Regions from separate parts of the Mus musculus genome. Here regions 2, 3, 4 and 5 are each linked to region 1. Evidence: chromatin contacts called from public Hi-C and promoter capture Hi-C data. All regions are on one chromosome and are shown on one strand. Each heading gives the region's core, a stretch centred on a gene start, on an enhancer-like site or on the middle of the called end of the contact. The rest is flanking DNA. Distances are from core to core; before and after follow the strand shown. Region 1 holds the start of Fancf (Fanconi anemia, complementation group F). Region 2 holds the start of Herc2 (HECT and RLD domain containing E3 ubiquitin protein ligase 2). Region 3 holds the start of A230056P14Rik (RIKEN cDNA A230056P14 gene). Region 4 holds the start of Tubgcp5 (tubulin, gamma complex associated protein 5). Region 5 holds the start of Zdhhc13 (zinc finger, DHHC domain containing 13).

Region 1 (2,689 bases), core at 117-2,616:
TCCCAATGTCTGCCTCAAGTGCATAGGTTTCTTGAAATTAAAGTGTTTATCATCTTTCAGCCTCTACATAGATTGTTCCAAATTAAATGGAAAACTGGTTCGAAATCCAAAGTGCATTCTTCTGATGGGAAACTGTCGGAGGGATGCATAGCTACTTAATAAAAGATGGCTACTGTGAAACAAATAATTACTCACTGTGGTACTGAGATTTAACATAATATTGGTTTTGAAAAGGTGAGCACTGGTGAAGTTTCTCTGAACTGTCCCAGCCACTTGGAAATGAAGCTGTTTTGGACTTCTTTCTCACCCTGGATTAGATCTGGTTTTCACTCTGGTGGCTTAAGACTTATTAACGGTTCCCATGGCCTTGAAGCATTTCCAGGTGTATTCTTTGGGCATTCAGTTGAAAGGAAGGTTTAATGGGGCTTTCCCTAACATCTAAGATCTAGTGACTCTTATTTTTGTCTACCGCATTATGAAGTTGAAGTCTCTCTAAGGAACATTAGTGTTTCCTGTGGGACAGGGAAGCTTTAACTACATTTATCTCAACTGCGCCAGTCCTGTCCTTCACTGGCTATCACATCACGTGACTTAGTATTTAGTAAGTGGATGAACCAGTGACCTCTGTAATTCCTAATAGCTACCACCTGAAACTTTAAAACCCATCACACAGACTAAAATAAAATCACAAGGCCAAACACTATAGTCTGGGCTAATGGCTAAAAACTAAACAAAACTGGCTTAACTATATGTTCTGATAAGAATGCCCAGAACTATTCAGAGTCTAGCATAAATGTGTAGATTAATTTTGAGCTTAAACTTTCATTTATTGCATGGCTAGTAAGCCTCAGGATAGTGCTGCCAGTCACTAGGTTAGTCGAGGCAGGACTGCAAACTGAAAGGCTGCTTGCACAATTCAGTGATAGGTTTCCTCAGAATCAGTAAACAATATAAATAAGGAAAAAGGAAAAAAGCCCGGGAACTCACAGCACAGCGTGTGAGGGTCCTGGTTCCACAAGTACCAGGGAAACGGGCCATTTAAGAGCTTTGAGTTCGCAAGCAGATCACATCCGCACTGCTAATAATGATGAACATGGGTCCCCTTTCGGGGAAGCGCCTAAATGTCTACCACTGGCATTTTTAAAACAAAAGAGCACATAAAATCCTAGCGCTCAAACTCGCACTCACGCGTCCTCTCCCAGACCCAGAGTAAAAGCTTGGGACTTTGCCCTAGTTCATTTTCAGCGCCAATGTGCCCCGGAAACCATGGTGCGAGACTGACACGGCCGTCGTCCAATGGCACAGCACGCTGAGGCGGGCGCTCACGCTCATGTCCAATCGGCTCGCGCCTCGGGATGTCAGGGCGGAAGCGGCCGCCATGGAGCCGCTTGTGCAGCAAACCGAGCGATTCTCCGAGCTGTTGGCCGTGTCGTGTGGGTCGCTGGTGAGCACGTGGGACGCCGAAAAGGTGCGCAGGGCGCTGCAGTGGGCGCGTTATCTGCTCCACGTGTACCGACGCTTCGCGGGCCGCGGCCGCGTGCGGGAGGCGCTCGAGAGGCGGCTCCCCGCGCGGGGAGGGCCGCTCGGGCTGCGCAGCTTCGCGGCGCTGGAGTCCGGGGACGCGCGGCTCGCCCTCCGCCTGCTGCGGAACCGCGCGCTCGCGCCCGCCGCCGCCCGCGCGCTGCCGAGCTTGCTGTTCCCGGGCCCCGCCGCGGACCACCGAGACGACGTGCCGCAGTCGCGCCTGGTCCTCCTGGCGCGCCGCGGAAGCGCGCTGCGCCTGCTGTGCCGCCTCGGCGGGGACGCGCCCAGGAGCGCGCTGCTGCGCACGCACGCGGAGCTGCTGGACGCGCGCCTGCACGAGCTGGGCGGGGCCGACTCCGCGGCCGCGCGCAAACTCCTGGACACGTTGTGGACGCGCGGGCCGCGGGAGCACGTGCTCGACGTGACTGCCGAAGCGCTGCTGCTACGCGAGGAAGACCCGGAGCCAGCCCAGGCCACGGACCCTGCGGGTGCGGATGAGACACAGAAACTACTGCGCTGGCTTCTCGAAAGTCCCGAGGTATTGGCCGCTTTTTGCCGCCATCTGCCAGCCAAGCGCCTGGCCTCCGTGGCGGGCTGCCACCACGCACTGTCTCGCGCCTACCTGGACCTGCTCACAACGTGGGCCACGCGGCTGCACTATGATCTGCAAAAGGGTGCCTGGGTCCCTACACAGATGGAGGACATGCCCTGGGAAGAGCTGTGCCTAAGGCTGCAGAGCTTGTGCCATGCCCAGCCATTTCTGCAGGAAGAGGTGCTGGTGACCCTAAGGTCCCGCAAAGCCTTGGATGGAGATTTCGAGGTTCCTGGGATGAGCATCTGGACAGACCTCCTGGTGGTGCTTGAGTGTGGGATCGTGCTAGAGTAGATTCTCAGTTCCCAGGCTGGGCATCTGGACAGACCCTGTCCCATAGAGGGAATAACAAGCATACTTCTCACCAAAGCCTCTATGCACAGCATCCTGCTACTTCTTGACTATGCAGTTTACAAATTGTCAGTGTTCTCCCCAATTCCCTATATACATGCTCCCAAAACCTAATTATTCAGGGGCCAATTTTAAATGGTTCATAATATAAATATATATAATATGCACAATATCTATAAATTTATATATTATATAATATGTATTATATAGAGATTGTTTTTG
Region 2 (2,689 bases), core at 79-2,578, 4.2 Mb before region 1:
CCCTTTCTAAAAATAAGAGGGGGGAAAAAAAGAAAAAGAAACAAACAACAGTCAAGTCTTGATTAAGAATGTTGGCAGGACCTGGGATGGAGTTCAGCTGGTAAAATACCTGCCTAACTATACCACATAATCCCAGCAAGGTGTTAAGGTGCTGCAATGCTAGCACTCAAGAGGTGGAGGCAAAAGGATCGGATGTCAGGTCATCCTCACCTACACTGAGGAGTTCAAGGCCAGCCTGGGAATATGAAACCCTGTCTTAAAAAAATAAACAAATAAAAATAAGCCTCCAGAATAAAAATACTGAAAAATTGCATAACTGGATCTCAAGTTTCTTGCACTTACAACTAACTTCAATTAAGCCACAACCACATAGCATCTCTTCAACAGTCATAATAAATGTCACATTGTAAATTATAAGAAATAATCTTCCTAAGACAAGATCTAATTGCCATTCACTCACACATTCTCCTCAAGCAAACATTTTTTATAGAGACAGGAACACACAAAGAAAAGAGAAAACCATGTTCACCCCACCTGGATATCTGTTTTCAACCATTTGGAGTCAAGGCGAGACTGGGCAGCCAAACAGAAAGACTCAGAAGGCATGTTTCCTCCGGGTGGTCAGACCTGCAAGTCAAACACAAACGCTGGAGCCCTCGAGCTTCTTTAAACTGCTATTTACACCATCCTGCTGTTTAACGCGGCCGAGACAGAACATAAAACAGGGAAGGAGAGCTGGGGGAGGGGACGAGAGGATGAGGGATGAGAGGGAAAGCTGGCCCCAGAACGGGAGAAGGGAGGGAAATACCACTTCCAATAGAGGTAGAGTCGCTGGGATTTCCCAATACGCCGGCCGGACCTACAGTGGTCACCGGCGACCACTGCACAATGTCATCCCACTCCTTTAAATCCAAAGGGACACACACAGACACACGTCAGGAAAAAAAACTCACTATCGCAACGACAAATGACACCAGTGTGCATCAGCCGCTATACCTACAGCAGTCCGGCGGAGTGTGGTAAATAAACAAAAGTCATGTCTGCAGATAAATCTACAACAATCGCCTAAATACTAAAAAGACAGCCGTGACTGCGCGGCCTCCGAGGCGCACAGGCCCTGGTTCCTCCGCGCCAACGCCCGCCTTCCGCCCGCCGCTCTCCGGGCCCCGCTCTCCCGGACCTGGCGCCGCCCGTCTTCGGCCCCTCCGCCCTCCTTCGGCCCAGCTCGGCCAGCCCTGGCGCCGCCTGCTCCGCCAGCCGGCTGAGGGAACACTCCCTGCAGGAGCCGGCCGGCGCTCGCGATCCAGTCTGCGGCCCGAAGCGCACGCTGACGCATGGCTGCGCCCGCCCAATAGCGCAAGGGTGAGAGACGGCTTCAGCCAATGGACGAGCAGCGTCGCACGCCCCTCCCCCAACTTCCGCTTCCTTCAGCACGACTCAGCTTCCTTCTTGAGACTCACCCGCTCAGCGAGAGCCAACCGCAGACGCCGGGAGGTGGGACTTGTGCGCACGCACGCTGGCTTGCCCAGTCCCAACCCTTCCCAGACTGTGTTTGCTTCCAGGGACCCGAAGTTGGTAAGGTATTTGCAGCGGGACGAGGTTCTCGAGGCTCCCTGTGCTTTAACGACAGCGTCCTTTTGGCCTTTGAGTCAGTGGACAGAAGAGGAAATTTAAGAAAAAGTAATTGATCCGGGCCTGGTAGTACTCGCCTTTAACCCTGGCACCAGGAAGGCAGAAGCAGGTGAATTCTGGGTTAAGAGACCCTGGGGGAATGGGGGTGCGGGAGTAAGAAAAGAGCAATTAAAATCACACAAAATATGTTCTCTGATCATCATGGAATAATCAAATAACTACAAATAAAACATAACATAATCTTCAAGCATGTGGAAATTAAACTTTTCCATGAGAAGGCAAAGAAAGGACTTAGAACATTTGAAATAGGAACTGGGTGCGATTTGTTGTTTTAAATACGATGGTTCATTTTTTTCCCACGTGTTAGAAGGCAGCAATGAGGGATATGCCACAGTGGTATGGTGGCCCAGTTGCAACGTTAAAATACCTGTCTTTTGTCATCCTTGGTATGTATCTTCAAACTCACTCCCAAGGGTCAAGGGATTTGCCATAGCTCAGACATCACATCTCTGTTTCAAGCAGCAGGAAGCAGTATAAAAGATCCACAGTCTATCACACCTCCCAAAGACTGTGTGACTCTAATTTACTTCTGCTTCAACTCAAAAGTATCTGAACAAGGTTTCAAATTCAACCACATCCAAAATACAGTTAGGGTGGACAGGGCTTTGAACCTGAGGCATGACAGCATAATTACCAGTAGAAGGTAACACCCGAGGAGGCATCTCTGGCCCTTAGGCTCCCTTCTCATGCAAGACACCCTTCGTCCCTCCACATACTGAAGCATGTTTACCTACGTACATTTTTAGAACTGTGTCTGCTAGCTCTAAAAAAACGATGTTTGTAGTCCATTTTGTGTTGCTGTAACAACATGACTGAATAATAAATACAGGCATTTGTACCTCACACTTCTGGAGGCTAAGTCTAAGAGCATAGCACTGGTATCTGGTGACGGCATTTCTGATGTTGCATAGCATGGTATAGAGGCAAGAGAACCCATGTGTGGCAAGAATACACCAAGCAAACACATCATTTTGATCCATGAGGCATAGTCTACTTG
Region 3 (2,689 bases), core at 82-2,581, 4.1 Mb before region 1:
CACACTCACTCCACTGTGTGATGTGAGTACTGGCTTGGAGGACCAGATAATGAGTGTGACAGTAGCTAAAGGATTGTAATGATGAAAGCAGATGGATGAGAAGGATCTGTACCTTGGATGTTTAGGACAATGGGGAGGAGGGAGTGAGAAGGAGGAAGGGAAGGGAGAGGGAGGTGCCACAAGATAATTCTCTACCACGGTTAAATTACAATGCTGATCCCACATACGGCACACACCTGTTCAAATGAACCAACCAGTGCCTTTATGATAATCAACAGGTCTTTGGAGATGTCTGTTGCCATCTTTATCAGTTAAGTTATTGCTGCCTATCAATTTAAACCAAAATGAGGTGGCAATCACTTATTCTTTCTTTTAGGCCGATGGGTCAGTGGGGCAGTTTTGCTGATGTGAACCAACCTGACCCTTGCCAGCAATTCTGAGTTAGCCAGGAAGGAAGTCAGTATGGTGGCTTTGTTCCTGGTCTACATTGTACTACATTTGTTCTCCATTATTCCCTCCTGCCCACCAGTCCGGGCTTCTTATCAAGTTTCATTGCATTTTTCTTTGCTCAATACCATTCCCCCAGCCAATGCAGATTCAGGGAGAGTGGAGATGCAGGTACTGTAAAATTTGTGGACACATGGAAAGGTGGAAAAATTGGAGTCATTCTGTATTTACCTGATCATCAAAGTCCCACTTGCATGTCATCTAGAAATTAGCCTACCCTAAAAATTGAGCAAAATAAGTCCTCAAGAGCCAGTTCTAAGACACTTGGGTATCTGGTTGTCAAGTTCACAGCAGAGTAGCTTTTAAATTAGCTACTTAGCCACTCCCTCAATGTTTTAGACCATCACGTCCAAAGCATTAGCATAGGAGATAGGAAAACTACAGTGCTGTTTTTAATGTTTCAATAAATGTATAATTCATTTTACAAGGATCTCCCTCCCAAACACACCCAAACAAATGTTCTTGGAGTAACATATCCTGTAAACAAGGATTTTCAGCAGCCTTCAATGGTCTTTTCAAAGCAAAAGCAGCCGAGAAAAAGCTATTACTTTGTTTCCTGTGCATCTCGTGGAAAAGATCTCTTGTCCAAATCACAAGGTCCTCCTCCACAAGCTTTACTGTCTCTTCCCTGGAAACCTGCCTCCTTGTCCCGCCCACTTCCGCCCTTTGCGGTCAAACCCACCTCCTCCATCCCAAAGGTCCCACGTGAAGACTCCCAGGAAATCGGATTTTAAATAACAGGGCTGGATTTTTGATGAGTAGGTGAGCAAAGATGACCTTAGAAGGTACGGCTCCTCCGGCTCGCTGTCAGGGCGGGGCGAAGAGCCTTGCGGAGGCGGGGCCTGAGCTGTGCCTGCCCAGCGCGCGCGGTTTACGTCACTAGTCTGCGCCCAGGTTTCCCGGCAGGTTCTCGGCGGCTCTTCTGGTGCTGGCCGCGGTGCGGCCGAAGGCTGTCCGAGGTAGGCTCCTCTCGGCTCTCCCATGGAGGAGGCGGCGCTCACTGCAGTCTCGGATGCACGAACTTCCCGCGGGACGTCGCCGGAGACGGTGGCTGTGTGCGCGCAGGAGCGAGCTGCCTGCGTGGGGGTCTGAGCGGGCACCGGGGTCGCGTCCCGGAGGGAGCCGAGTCGCCCGCCGGCCTGCGACGGCCCTAAGGTAGCTACTTCCTGTAAGCGAGCTCCAGGGCGGAGCTGCGGGCTGTGTCGGCCGCCTGAGGTCGGAGAAGGGCCCCGGGGCGACTTGCTTTTTCGCGTGTTCTGGGGTGGACGCAGCTTCCCTGGTGATCCGCAGTGAGTCGGATTGATTGCCATTCAATCCGGCAGAAGTCTGGCTGGTTGGCCCTGTCCGGTCGCGTACTCGTTAAGTTCTGCATATCAGTTTTATTTGCCTTCGTGAGTTTTCAGAAGATGGTTTCGGCTTGCTGTAACGTTTTGAGCTTGCTTGACTCAGTTCCCTGGCACTTAATAGGGTTTACACAAAATGCAGGGTTTGGGGTTCCTGCTTCTTTGATTTCTCTACGATAATGGCAAGGCATTTAGTTTAGGAGTGGTCTTGAGTGCAGTTTCTTTAGATTCTATATCATGTGCCCGTTTGATACCATATTAATTATTTTTAAAGTTAAAAGAGGAAGTCTGAGATTTGACGTTTTTCATTCCAGTAAGCTGTATGTAGAAGCTCTTACAGTACTTACTAAGTGAAAGAACAGGAAGGCCAGTAACTATATATCTAAGTATTTAGTAATTTTCTGTCCTTTCACCTACTTCCATATTTTCTTCTTTCCAGGGTGGAACTACTCTGCCGTGGTTAAATACTTTAAATGGGAATAAAGGATAGCGTTTCCAAGAAAATGAGAATGAATAAATCATCTCTGTTTTTTAAAAGAAAGACCATATTAAACTTACATGTAAGTTAAAATTTTAATTTCTAACAGTATTGCTAAGTTAGATCGGAGATTAGGTTCTGTAGTATTTTTTTGTTTGGTTGTTTGGTTGTTTTTTGTTTTGATTTTTATAGAGACAGGGTTTCTCTGTGTAGTCCTGGCTGTCCTGGAACTCACTCTGTAGACCAGGCTGGCCTCCTCTGCCTCCCTAGTGCTGGGATTAATGGCATGCGCCACCACTGCCCGGAGGTTCCTGCCCACCTCTTGTCTAGCTTGTCTTGTTGAGTCAGTAAACTTTAGGTT
Region 4 (2,689 bases), core at 92-2,591, 3.9 Mb before region 1:
AAATACAAAGAAAAGCAAACATATTCATGTACAATTATCAAATATTTAGAAAGCTTTGAAAGGGTCTGGAGAGATGCCTCGGGGGTTAAGAGCCCACGCCATTGCTCAGGGTCCCCAGGTTCTATTCACAGCACCCACAGGCTGTTTATAATCCCAGTTCCAGGGGATCAGCTGCCTTGGGCACCAGGCACACACATGCACACGTGTACACAGAGTCAAATCATACACATAACATCATCAACAACAAAACCTAAAATTTAGCAGTGGGACCAAAGGCTGTCATTAATGTAACAACGAACAACATGTGGAAATAAAGCAACTGTAACACAAGGTGACTGCCACATGTTTTCTACGGGTGACACTGGTGACAGAGTGTTATAGGTATGCTTTTAGTACTTCTGTTATACTATGCAGCATCTATGTCTCTTCCCAACTCTAAAATGACTATCCCCTCCCTCCTATCTGCCACTAGAAAAAATACTTGTGGTACATCTGCTTTTCGAGTTACCTGACTTCTTTGAATCCTTGTTCTTTCTATAGGTTATAACTAGAAATTGCACTTGTGGTTTTGGATCGTTGGCTTGCTTCCCATCAACCTGAGAGGTCTGTAGTCTCACGAACTAGGCAGACACTCACGTCCTGCGCTTAGAATCAGGATCACAGTCTGACAAACTGTTCACTGTTTAGGGTGACTTCTACTAGACATGCTATGTGTTGCTCAATAGTAGAACTTGAATTTGTTTTATGCAATGCAAAGGGAGGACACAGAAGCGGGGAAACTTGTAAGTGGTCCGAGCAAGAGAAGAGGGGGGTTGGTGAGACAAACAAAAAACAAAACAAAACAAAAAACCCCCAAAAAACCTAACAGGATGTGATCAGAATTTGGCGCTAAAAATTCACTTTCCCAGCCATCAAATGACTTTTGATGTGCACCGTACTGCGTGCGGGTGAGCAGAGTCAACAGCTCTCTAGGAATGTGCCGCTGCAACTGCGGGTTTCTCGCAAGGGCACCTAAGGGGAAACCAAGGCACAGCAGCTGCAGCAGACGCAGGGGTGCCGGAGGCCGCACTCCCGACCCGGACCCGCCCGCCCGCGCGACTTCAGCTCGTAGCCGCGATCCCACACCTGAAGTTGGACCAGACGAAGTCCAGGGCCAGCTGGAAGTTGGGGTCCGCCTCGTCCTGCAGCCCCGTAACCTGCCGGACGAGCTCGCACACATCATGCTCCAGCTGTCTGTCCATCCGGCTCCCGGACGACTTAGGCCGGGCCATTGCCGCGGCGTACCTATCAGGATCTCTGCTAAGTGGCGACTGTTCTCGCGAGAGTTCCGCCCGTCCCGGCACCGGGGTTTCGAGATGTGGAGGATGTTTCCGCGAGAGTTCCGGCAGCCCCGGAGCTGTGCCTGGGAAAGGTGCTGATGGGAGTGGATGCTGGTTGCTGGATGCGGTGCGTCCGTGGGTGGGGAAGAGATGTGCTCTTTCTGCTTGCACACCGGGAAATCCGAGAGTCTTCAGACAGCTAACCATTATTTATTATTAATCATTGTTAATAAGGGACTCTGGATACTCCTGATTAACGATTTAAATTCTGATGCATTTTGAGCCAACCAGTTTTTTGGTTCCAGGGTATAGTTTCCGACATTTTTGAACATCGTGACTTATTTGTTCATGCTCCGGCCTTCACTTTCTCCTCCAGACGACCTAAACTGGGCTCTCAGAGCTCCCCAACTAAACACATGCTTCTGATTAGACCAGGAACATATGGTTAAAGCAGCGATAGTGCCCATTTATGTATTACAATGGCTCTGAACCTTCCAAATGCTGTGACCCTTTAATATAGTTCCTCTCGCTGGGATGACCCATAACCATTAAATTATTTCGTTGCTACTTCATAGTTATACTTTTGCTAGTTTACGAATTGTAATGTAACTATCTGATGTGTGATCCCTACTGCGGGTCACTGCCCACATGCTGAAACTGCTGGTTTATTAGTAAGGTGGAGATGTATGTGAGGGCCAGCTGTCTGTCACCCACTTGATGGCCGGGGATGCTTTTCTGTTACTGTTCTTTGTGCACCCACAGCTTTGGGTTAGGCCGACCTTCCCTATGGAGGACTTGTCCTTGTTACAGTACAGGCAGTTGTGCTTTCTTGTTAGAACCCTCGAACAAGTTCTCAAGAAAGGGAAAGTGGCTCTGAGTTCAAGGCCAGCCTACAGAGTGAGTTCCAGGACAGCCAGGGCTATACAGAGAAACCCTGTCTCGAAAAAAAAAAAAAAAAATCAGAACAAAACAACCAAAACAACAACAGCAACAACAAACCCAAAACAAAACAAAAAAAGCTGGCTTACTTAATAAAGTTGCTGGCTGTCAGGCCTGGCTGCTTGCATCCCATCGTGTGGACTCACATGATAGGAGAGAACCATGTCCCATAAGTAGTCTTATAATTCCCATGTGTGCGTACCTCCACCCCATACAAAAATAAATTTTAAAACGTCATTTTCAAAATATAAAAAGGGGAAAGCACTCTTGAGAGCAGACGTGGGCAAAGTCGTCAGAGCAGCAGCTGGAGCCTTTGAGCCTTTATAAATCGTCCGCATTAGGTAGCACCTGCCACCCCAATTGGTACTTGCCTGACTTTTTCTTAGACGAATCCCTCACGAGGAAGGTCTTTGTTGAGGCCAGGCTAAGTT
Region 5 (2,689 bases), core at 129-2,628, 3.1 Mb after region 1:
CGTTATAACTGAAGAAAGCAGCCATGGCAACTATCATTAACAACAGTCTATCTTGCCCCACCAACCTCAACCTCTAAAATCATCCTCTCCCTTCTGATGTCATGGAACCTGAGCTGGGTTATTTCCCTCTTAGCATGGAGGAGTAAAGCTAAGCTCTCACAGGCTTTTATTAATGAGTGACAGTAATTAAGAAATGAGGCCTACTCTTACTGACGTTTGAGCCTGAGAAAAATAATGAGAGACTGTTTCATGTAAAGAGTCTATGTTCTTTCATAGTAATTCAGGCTCCCTGCACATCATTTTTCATTTCTTTTAAAATGCAAGAACTCCCAATAAAAACACCTCAGCATGTTATTTTCCACTTAAACCTACACCAAACTGGTTGAAGAAGAAAAATAGAGAGCTATGAAGAACACTCTTGGGATTGGGGAATTTTTTTTTTTTTAAAGAGTCCAAGCAATGTGACAACCTCAAACTGCTTGAAAAAAAAAAATCAATCTACTTCTAGCATAACTTGAATTAGAGACTGTGTCAGTTTACTCTCCTGTAGATGGGGATTTCTTTTGCTTAAAAACTTTGAAGCTGGGATAAAAAGGTGCACATAAATGCATGTAGCACACGCTAAACATTTGCTAGGATTGAAGAAGCCTGAAAATATTAAGTTGTAATCTATTCAATGCCAGTTATAAGTCTTTAGAGTAGTCACAATCAAAAGGGACAAATTCTTAGTTCTCTTGGCTTTTATAGCTTCCCCTTTGGCCTCCTCTGTCCTCTGGGACTAATCTAGCCCTTCTCAGAATAGAATCCTTGGGGATTTTGCAGATGGTACCACGGAGCGCCCTTCCTCCTGCCTCCACAGCCTTGATGCTTTCAAGGAGTAGGAAGGATGTGGGTAGCAACAAGAGCTAAGACAAGGTGGAGAGAAGGCGGCAGCCTAGGCGCTAGGGCTGATAATTTCTCAACAGAATCTCTCAGACTCCAGGCTAAGGTCTAAGGCTGGCTGTGCTATCTGAGGTGTGTCACCTGACACCTTACAGGTTCCAGCCGACTTAGGCACCGGTGCGTGACGCCCAGCCGCCGAATGGAGGCGACAGGAGGGCCCGGCCTCGCTCTGCGGCCACCGCAAAGGACAAGCAGCATCTTTCTTAGTGTGGCCAAGGCCCAGATCCTGCTGTCCTCGCGGAACCGCCTCACCTGGCCGCGGCTTACGTCCCCACCGCCGCCCACGTCCAGCCGCGCTCACCTGCGAGCCCAGGCCCGGGCCCTCCATCACGACCCGCGCCCGCTCGGCCGCGGCTCCAGCGCAAAGTGGCGGCCGCGGCTCTCCAAGCACGCCTCAGCCGCCTCTCGCCCACTTCCGGCTCGCGCTCCGCCCTCCTAACTGCGCGCATCCTAGGGCTGTCAATCCGCCACGAGAAGCCAATCCCCGATCTCTCTCTCACGGGGGCGGGACTTTCTCACCTCTAGAGAACTGCCGGTCATCCCCGCCCCCTGCCCCGCCCCCGCTATGTTCTTTCCTTCAGCCCCACCCTTGGCACCACTTAGGGTTCCCACTCAGAAGGCTCTACAGGTGCAGGTTCAGGCTGTTGTTATTCCAACGTCCCCGAGTGGGCTACCCCAAAGCTAGCTGTCCTTGTGGAGTTCTCTCCCTCACCTCAATCTTCTCAACTGTGAGTCAAGAACAAACTTCATGTAAGCGTTTGGAAAATTAACTGAGGAAAAGTATTTACAGTCCCACAGCAGGGGTTTTGGCAGATGAAGAGCATCCTGCCTCATGGACAACCTCACAGATGTTAGCTGTTCTAGGCATTGGGAGTTCCTAACTGCTGCTCTTCAGTCATGTGCTCTTGAGCAAGATACTTTTAGCATCAGGGCCTGGTTCCTCATAGAAAGCAGAAGATGTGAGCGGTGGTAAAGGCACTTGCCAACAAGTGTTACGACCTGAGTTTGTTCTCCTGGATCATGGTGGGAAGGGAAAAGTCTTGATGCTTTCCACTGATTCTTACACACACACACACACACACACACACACACACACACACACACACACACAGCTCGTTCACCATGCCACCTCCACACACAAGTAAATTAATAAATGAAACAAAAATACGTTTTAACAAAAAAGAAAGCAGAAAATATGAGAGTTCCACAGGGAGGGTGGAGATATAACTGAATAAGCCTCTCCAGTCCCTTTTGGTAGACTGCATGGAGGAGAGGGCATATAAGTCTTGCACACATTGGTGGGCTATGAAACAAGAATACTCTTGGTTCTTACCAGTGGGGAGCTCTCTCCTACCTCAGTGTCCAGAAAACAATAGGGCTTTCCTGAGCCTGGACTCAACTCCGTTCTTTGTGATAATTCCTTGATGTGTCTGTTACCAAGCCCAGCTTGGTTAGATCCTTAGAGGCTAAGTCAGAATTAATATTGTGACTCTATGAAACCATGAAATAAGTGTCTGGAAATAAAGTGCTGGGTTACCCATGAAAAAATATTACCCTGAAACAGTAAAATTATAAGTGTATTATTATGGTCAGTGGCCCTACTTATTGGGCACACCATAGATTACCCATAAAGCCTACACCCACTGAAGATGGGAAACACTGTGTTTGTCTAGGAACTCCCAGTGCCCAGAACAGCACCGAGACCTAGAAACTATTTACCATAATTACAGTGACTAGATGGGTGGAT

The links. Promoter capture Hi-C pulls out the DNA fragments that hold promoters and counts their contacts. A called contact is a pair of places that touch in the nucleus more often than the background predicts.
Region 2: a promoter capture Hi-C map of pre-B cells shows a contact between it and region 1. The contact joins the promoter of Herc2 here to the promoter of Fancf in region 1. A contact is called at or near these places in 2 of 39 promoter capture datasets (cranial neural crest and pre-B cells).
Region 3: a contact with region 1 is called in a promoter capture Hi-C map of pre-B cells. The contact joins the promoter of A230056P14Rik here to the promoter of Fancf in region 1. A contact is called at or near these places in 3 of 39 promoter capture datasets (the C10 cell line, cranial neural crest and pre-B cells) and 2 of 484 Hi-C or Micro-C datasets (LSK cells and pre-B cells).
Region 4: a Hi-C map of uterus shows a contact between it and region 1, with 6 times the contacts expected there. The contact joins the promoter of Tubgcp5 here to the promoter of Fancf in region 1. A contact is called at or near these places in 1 of 39 promoter capture datasets (pre-B cells) and 3 of 484 Hi-C or Micro-C datasets (embryonic stem cells, rod photoreceptor and uterus).
Region 5: a contact with region 1 is called in a Hi-C map of CD4 T cells, with 3 times the contacts expected there. The contact joins the promoter of Zdhhc13 here to the promoter of Fancf in region 1. A contact is called at or near these places in 1 of 39 promoter capture datasets (pre-B cells) and 1 of 484 Hi-C or Micro-C datasets (CD4 T cells).

What each region holds. Positions count from the first base shown.
Region 1 is chr7:51,860,944-51,863,632 of GRCm38.p6, reverse strand. Fancf (Fanconi anemia, complementation group F) reads left to right here and starts at 1,366. Exons shown (of 1, transcript NM_001115087.1): 1 at 1,366-2,689. The coding sequence starts at 1,379. The coding sequence ends at 2,410. It also overlaps a transcript of Gas2 not described here.
Region 2 is chr7:56,048,794-56,051,482 of GRCm38.p6, reverse strand. It overlaps Herc2 (HECT and RLD domain containing E3 ubiquitin protein ligase 2), which reads right to left and starts at 1,328. Exons shown (of 93, transcript NM_010418.2): 1 at 1,181-1,328; 2 at 535-627. The coding sequence starts at 606. Gm34121 (predicted gene, 34121) reads left to right here and starts at 1,433. Exons shown (of 3, transcript NR_166588.1): 1 at 1,433-1,741.
Region 3 is chr7:55,961,173-55,963,861 of GRCm38.p6, reverse strand. A230056P14Rik (RIKEN cDNA A230056P14 gene) reads right to left here and starts at 1,331. Exons shown (of 6, transcript NR_015495.2): 1 at 1,190-1,331. It overlaps Nipa2 (non imprinted in Prader-Willi/Angelman syndrome 2 homolog (human)), which reads left to right and starts at 1,369. Exons shown (of 7, transcript NM_001256130.1): 1 at 1,369-1,662; 2 at 2,290-2,410.
Region 4 is chr7:55,792,777-55,795,465 of GRCm38.p6, reverse strand. Tubgcp5 (tubulin, gamma complex associated protein 5) reads right to left here and starts at 1,341. Exons shown (of 23, transcript NM_146190.3): 1 at 1,126-1,341. The coding sequence starts at 1,271.
Region 5 is chr7:48,787,692-48,790,380 of GRCm38.p6, reverse strand. It overlaps Zdhhc13 (zinc finger, DHHC domain containing 13), which reads right to left and starts at 1,378. Exons shown (of 17, transcript NM_028031.3): 1 at 1,244-1,378. The coding sequence starts at 1,270.